2 separate regions of the Sus scrofa genome follow, and region 1 is linked to region 2. The links are chromatin contacts, called in public Hi-C maps. All regions are on one chromosome and are shown on one strand. Each heading gives the region's core, a stretch centred on a gene start, on an enhancer-like site or on the middle of the called end of the contact. The rest is flanking DNA. Distances are from core to core; before and after follow the strand shown.

What was found. A called contact is a pair of places that touch in the nucleus more often than the background predicts.
Region 1: a contact with region 2 is called in a Hi-C map of alveolar macrophages, with 2.5 times the contacts expected there. The contact joins two enhancer-like sites. A contact is called at or near these places in 1 of 5 promoter capture datasets (liver) and 19 of 47 Hi-C or Micro-C datasets (alveolar macrophages, blood, brain and 12 more).

The regions. Positions count from the first base shown.
Region 1 is chr14:110,796,867-110,800,315 of Sscrofa11.1, forward strand. SLC25A28 (mitoferrin-2) reads right to left here. Exons shown (of 4, transcript XM_003133165.4): 2 at 1,818-2,046; 3 at 649-705. Among named protein-coding and RNA genes, the nearest start is that of SLC25A28, 7.0 kb to the right of the region's middle. Within about 2 kb of position 2,050, at least 5 of the 83 cell types and tissues checked have an H3K27ac peak or open chromatin away from gene starts, as enhancers often do. A contact at or near this core is called in alveolar macrophages, where this site is marked.
Region 2 is chr14:110,738,510-110,742,202 of Sscrofa11.1, forward strand. No RefSeq gene overlaps it. Among named protein-coding and RNA genes, the nearest start is that of NKX2-3, 20 kb to the left of the region's middle. Within about 2 kb of position 1,997, at least 10 of the 83 cell types and tissues checked have an H3K27ac peak or open chromatin away from gene starts, as enhancers often do. A contact at or near this core is called in alveolar macrophages, where this site is marked.

The sequences.
Region 1 (3,449 bases), core at 800-3,299, 58 kb after region 2:
AATTCTTAGCCAAGGAGAGTGGCTTTAGTTCCAAACATCTTCTCAGGTAGATGACATGGTATGAGTCTGGGACCTTCAGCTTAGTTTTGGCCCTTTCCATGCTGTGGCCTTGCCCAGACAGGTAAAGCACTGGAACTTTAAGGACATGGCAACTATGCTCTCCTTTTGTATTTGTTTGGGGAAAAGCCAAGCTCCAAGCAGCAGTGCAGGGACTAAATCCTACCCATGTACCCTTTCATCCTAATCACAACCATTCTTCCTTCCAACAAGATAGATAGTATTTTCAAATTTCAAAATCCATCTGTGCCTCTTGAAGTGAAATAATCTGCTAAAGTTTTAAAATCAAATCCACTATAAAGGGGACTTCCAGGAAGGCCCAGGAACAGGCCACACAGAGCCATACCTTTTTCCAGGAAAGCCCCAAAGATGAATCAGATTTCAATGAATATGCTTCCCATCTAAGGAAATCCTTCTCATTACCAACAAATGGAGGGAGCGCCCTCTGGTGGTAATACAATGTAACATGCCAGGATTTCCCACCAAAATTGATGGCGTGCTCTCTGGCTTTCTTCTGCAAACCAAAATCAGAGGAAAAGCACAGAGTTGCAGCTGCAGCTTCCACAGAGGGAGAAGGTGAGGAATCATTACCTTCTGCTGGATTCATGGCTGCATCATGAAGTAATGTTGCTACGCACCCGGCCGCACCTGCAAAGGAGAAAACAACTGCCATGGTAAGGCCAGGAGAGGGTGACTGATTCATTGAGGCCCCAGAGTGAAGGGGCCTGGCTGTGCTAAACCACAGCAGGGAGAGGGAATGATAAGAGCCAGTTTACAATATGGGAACCCATTGCTTCTAAACTCCTATTCAGGGAAATAAAGATATTCATTCCCTCTAACCTAGCAATGCCATCAATCTCCCTGCTACAGCTACGATAAGAAAGGCCAGGGAAAGTCTGAGAAAACAGCCCAGATTTTATCAACACAGGTGGCTCTGAGAATAAATGCAGTTCATGCTCCACAGAGGAAGCCGATACACTGTGGCCAAGGGATGCCAGCACTTCAGCTGCCCCCAGAGGGAGAGCACACGAGCAGGTGGGCAGTAGTCCACCAGAGAATCTCACCCTCTGTCCTGCTGCCCAATCCCAGTCTCCAGATCCTAACAGCTGTCCATCTAGACCTTTCCCTCAGGTGCTCAACTACCGTATCCCTCACGCTTACCTCTCCACTTCATTTACTTTCACACAATCCTGGGTGTCCGGGCTGCTATCCCCTCCCTTATTTCCACACAACCGCCAACCCTCAGGTTTCTTTGTACAGAAGCCCCCTGGCCCCAACCCCATTCACTTTTAGAGGCCTTGTCATGTCCTCAATGACACAAACTGCTCCTGGGCAGCTGGGATCCTGAAAAGGTGAGGCAAAGAGCTGGGGCTCCATTCATATCTTCCTTAGGTGGCTGGGTCACCTCCAATCCCATCCTGAGGAGCAGGAAACCACCTAACTACCAAGAAGTATGTAACGGGCAGGTGGGAGTTCAGTGTGTGTCCCCACATCACCAGGGCAGTAGAAGTTGATGTCAGGGAAAAGACGGGAGGAGTGAATGAAGCTGGAACAAAGGGAGGGTACTGTCACCCTTTGTTGAGGTGCCTCCAAGCAGGGGTGGGGCTGAAGCAGCCCGCTGAGAACATCAGGTCTGGAAGTCCCTCCCAGATAATGTGGCCTACCCTAGCTTCAAACCCTGCTGAGACTGGAAAGCACGGACAGCAGCAAAGCCCAGAGAGTTGGGAAAGTGGGGGAACCAGCACAGGAAGGCTCAATACCATTGGCAATATGGCTATTGCCCCCAGGGTGGATTACATCACTCAATGTCTTTTTTAACTTTTCATAGCAGGCAAAATAGAGGGCGTGGGCAGGCCCTGCGCCTGTTGCTGTGACGTTCAGCCCCCGCATGGGCCTCCACAGGCCCTCCGTTCTTATAATCCTCCAGAGGGCCTCCAACACATTGCGATAGCGGGCGGCGGGATCAGGCTGCAGGCTCTGCATCCGGGTCTGAAAGCACAGAAAGGAGAAGTGCAGTGTCAGTGATGCCGACGCCGCACCCAACCTCAGCGCTCAGGCCTGGGCCCTGGGCAGACCTTCTACGTGGAACCGCACCAGCAGGCAGAGGTGATACCTGGCATCCGGTCCTACTTCCTTCCATATCTATGTCCAGTCTTTCCAAGTCTTGCACCTTTCTTTCTGGTCATCTGTGACCCTACAAGAGGAACGCTGTTATTTTCCCTCCAAAAAATCACTCCTCGATAATGGTTCCTTAAACTCCAAAATGATTCATAGCACCAGCAGCAAATATTAAGCCTGTGTCTCAGGAGAACTTGCTTTTGTGTCTGAATATAAAATTCAGGCTAAGAGTTCTTTACAAATGGATTCTAAAGTCCATGATTGACTGTCAAGAACATACATTATTTTTCTGAAGACTGATCCTGGGCCTGGTTCCTGACCACATCCTACACCGACCAACGAGATGATGGCTTATTCTTTGATTTATCCTTGGTGGTAATCTGACCTTTTCAGACTGTTTGGCATTGGCAGAAGTAGCCTTCCTGATAGATGCTGCTCTAGTCTCCTGGGAAAGTTTACCCTCAAATTATAAAAGTGGAAAGCAGTCTAGTCTCTAAAACTGAAGGGGCTTTCAGATCTCTCACCTAAACTGACTGAATTGCAAAACTGGCATCAGTGAATAAAATCGGTCTTGGTGAAACATAACCCTTGGAATCTCTAGAGGATTCAATGATTGGAATGAATGTATATGGTAGACACTCTGTATGATGTTCCTGGACAAAGTTTTATTCAAATTTAGAAAATCAATCTTATTTGAAATACTTCCCAAATCACAGCCCTTCTCTGAAGGAAGAGTCTTCCAATACAGATCTCCTGTATAATGATCTATTGCAAGCTTAAAGTAGCATGAAGACTATCAGATAATATAAAACCAGTGTCCACTGCCTGGAACACAATAGGTATTCAAGGTTTGTTGAATGAATGAATCTGAGCTTTGCACCAATTCAGAAAGTAACAAGTAGGCCTTTAGTGAGCCAGTAGGGGCAACTAATGCCCAAGTACAGTTTAAATTCCTACTTTATTCCAATCACCGATTGAAAAATCAGTCTGGATTTTTTTTAAAAGCTTGAACCTTCCTGTTGGTCATTTAGAATCCAAGAGTATTGCCTCCTCTCAAGAGCGTGGGAGAAAAGAAGCTAACCAGATTAACAGGTCCTACTTAGCTGCAAACAATCCACATTCCTCTAAAGCTATTTTCTCCTCCCTTCTCCCAACAAAGAACTGGTAGCCTGAAAGTTTAATGACTAGAAGTTCAATCAGAAATACACAGTATCACTTATCACAGTGCGACACATTCTTTTCTACCTCTCAAAAAAAAAGTCCACCAGAAGCAT
Region 2 (3,693 bases), core at 747-3,246:
TCCTCATCTGAAAACAGGGAACACCTGCCTCACCTCCCTCCAGGGGGAATGAGGATCTAGCCAGAGAGAAAATGTAACATGGGTGTGAGGTTTGAGATAGTCCACTCTCCTCTCTCGCTGGAAACAGTGGAGCCCATGTGCAGATCAAGCCCCCAGAGCTGCCCACAATCTTGCAGCCTCTTTCAGATAAATAAGCAATCCAATTGAACTCTGGTCACCATAGGACCATGGGTGCTTTTGGGCAAATTAGCAAAAGGCATCACTTCCTCCAAGGAGACATGGCTTCTGCCAGCTGCCGGGCCTAGTGGAAGGATATGGGTATCTCTTAGACCAGGCACTCTTGTTCAGTGAACAACCCACACAGCCAAACATGGAAGCTTTAGCGCCATATGTATCTATTAAACCCTCTCCTCACTCCCCGAATAATATGACACTGAATGGATATGCTGACCACATTTACTGTACACAAAAACCATCACTGTTTGGGGAAAAATTCAGCAACAAATAGGTGACTTGGCTTCTACCTGTTGGAGGAAAAGCCTTGCCCTCTCACCACGTTTGCTTGATTTCCTCAGGCACTGGGATAAACATTCCTCTTGCCATTGTCCCTACAGCCTAAAGAATTCCTCCCTTAAATGACCAAGGTTCCTACAGTAGATTTAATCCTTAAGTCACTAAAAGTGCAGATGAAGACCTGGCTTGCGAACAGTGATGAATTAGAGACTCACACTCGAGGGCAAGTGAGAACAAATAACCCTGTGATGAAAGATGACAGCCCTGGGCAGGAGCAGGGCTGCGAAGGACATTTAGACGCGTTTTCGTCTGTTTCCCCTGATGTTCTTAGCTCTCTCCATCCACTTCTCCTTCCCCTCCCCTCCCCCTCCTCCATCCTCCTTCTGCCTCTCTCTTTCTCTCTGCCTCTTCCTCTTTAAACCTCTGCTAGGCATTCTATCTTCCTCTCTCCTTCTCCCTTCCTTCTTTCTTCCCTCACTTCTCCCTTTCTGTACTAACTGACCTATAATTTGAAATGAAAGATTATTTGATAGCTTGGAGTTCCCTGGTGGCTCAGAGGGTTAAGGAGCTGGTGTTGTCACTGCTGTGGTGCAGGTTTGATCCCTGGCCTGGGAACCTTCGCACACTGTGGGCAAGGCCAAAAAAAAAAAAAAAAAAAAAAGAATAAAATAAAATAAAAAGGGAATATTTGATAGCTTGATGTGGTCTATTATTCTATTATTTGTATTGAAAAATAAGGCAATTCAATCATGGAAACAGCAGTTATATTAAATTGCCTTTTTATTTGTATATAAACTATAGTACTTTTTTCCGTGCATCAGTGATCTTTCTCTTTCAAAGGATAGAGAGCCCCCCCCCCCCCAGTTTATCCAATGCAAGAGAGCCAGCAAGGTAGCACTCATTTGATTAACATCAGGAGGAAATGCTCAGGATACCAGCATCAAGGAAGTTTTCAAATCCTATGCCAGGCTCCTTGCTTTGTTCCCAGCCTGCCCCCACCCTCGCATCCCTGGAGTTTTCTGGAGAAAGCAAATAGATCACTTCAGTGCCCCCAGACAGAAAATGGAGATCCAGAGAAACTGCATGTTTCTCCAAAGTCACCCAGCCTGTTCATGGCAAAACCTTGAGTAGAACCTATGTGTCAAGCACAACAGATACATTACACTGGGTGTATCATGTTAGGGTATCATCAGAAATAGAATTCGAGCAGTGTGATAAGACTCAGTTACCAGTTAAGTGGAATTGTGACCTCCAGGGAGATGCTAGATCATTTAAGCAACACTCATCTACCAGGTGGACCAAAGTCTATAGATTACATGTCAGATTCACGTTCACACACAATAGGTCACTCTAATGGAGGGGTCAGGGATATGGGCCATGCACACAGAAGATGATCTGTTTTCCTTTCAGCACTCAGTACGCACCCAGCACCTCCGGCGCTGACATGTTGGGCAACAGCTCACCGCAAGCAGCTGTTCCTGTTAGTGTCCGCCCCCTGCATCCTCTAAGTACCTTCTGCAATCTGCCATGTGACTCCTCTTCCCAAGAAGGCTGTGATCTGCAATTAGCAGGCAGCCTTGCTGACTGGCTTTGAGGTTTAAGTCTTGAATTCCTGAGAACACTTTGTTCTCTTCCTCTTTTCCTCCCTCCCTTCCTCCCCTCCTCCCTCCCTCCCCTCCCCCCTCTCTCCCCCCCCCCTCCCCCTCCCTCCTCCTTCCTTCCCCTCTCCTCTCCCTCCCTCCCTTCCTCCTTCCTCCCTCCCTTCCTTCTTCCCCTCTCTCTCCCTCCCTTCCTTCCTTCCTTCCTTCCTCCTCCCTCCCTCCCTCCTTCCTTCCTTCCCCTCTCTCTCTCCCTCCCTTCCTTCCTTCCTCCTTCCCTCCCTCCCTCCTCCTTCCTTCCTTCCCCTCTCTCTCTCCCTCCCTTCCTTCCTTCCTCCCTCCCTCCCTTTTCTTCTTCCTTCCCCTCCCTCCCTTCCTTCTTCTTCTTTTTTTTTTCTTTTTACAGCAACACCTGCAGCACATGAGCAGCAGCAGCTGCGGCCTGCACCGCAGCTACGGCACCTCCAGATCTAAGGGATACAGACACAATAAGCCAGGTCCCTGCCCTGCAGTTTGTTACCGTCTCATGGGGGCAGGGGAGGGGGGTGGAGGGTGCACATTCATGAAGAACAGTTTCCTGCCTCGAGGATGGGAACGAATAACTTGTGGGTCATACAGGGTGTTATTGGCCCAAGATGGGGAGGGGTGGGTGGCCAATCAAGACAGGCTTCTGGGAGGGGGTGACACATGAGCCAAGATTTGATGAATGAATAGGAGTTGGCCAGGCTAAGTGAAGAAAGGGAAAACTAGTTCTGTCAAAGGAAAGGTGGGAAGCTAGTGGGAGAGGGGCTTGAGGGAGAGCTCGGGGCAGGTTGTGCTGCTGGTGTCACTTTCTCACACTGAAGCCATCTCTTTGTTGGGGGAGAAACAGGGAGAAAGGCATAGGCTTTATTTTGATTCTAGGAACAGTTTCCTTTGGCTTTAGAACTTAGGTTGGTGTAATGGGGGACGCTGTGCAGAGGAGAGGGGTGTATGGGAACTCTCTCTTCTGTCTGCTCAATTTTTCTCTAAACCTAAAAATGTCCTAACTAAGAATGAGGTCTATTCATTTAAAATTCTATGTTGGATTGTTTAATTAGTTAGTTTTTGGAGGGGGCGGTCAGCCGATGTTCTCTCTGATATCGTTGAGAAGGTGAAAAGCCATGGAGGTCATGCTAAGGTATTTTGCTTCTCCTGTCACCCCTGTTTCTCCCTAGTGTTTCCCCATGTCCATCATCACCTGTCCAGACCAGCCTGATCTGACCATCTCTGATCCCTCCATCTTGAGTTCTTCTTCTTCTTTTTTTTTTTTTTTGTCTTTCTAGGGTTGCTCCCGCGGGATATAGAGGTTCCCAGGCTAGGGGTCTAATCAGAGCTGTAGCTTCTGGCCTACACCACAGCCACAGCAACCCAGGATCCTTAACCCACTGAGCAAGGCCAGGGATAGAACCCACAACCTCATGGTTCCTAGTCGGATTCGTTAACCACTGAGCCACGACAGGAACTCCCTCCATCTCTAGTTCTGTAGATTATACTCTAAGCTCTCTCTGGAATCATCCAGTCTGCTCCATCTCCTTTTCATTCCCTCAAGGACCCTCCACCA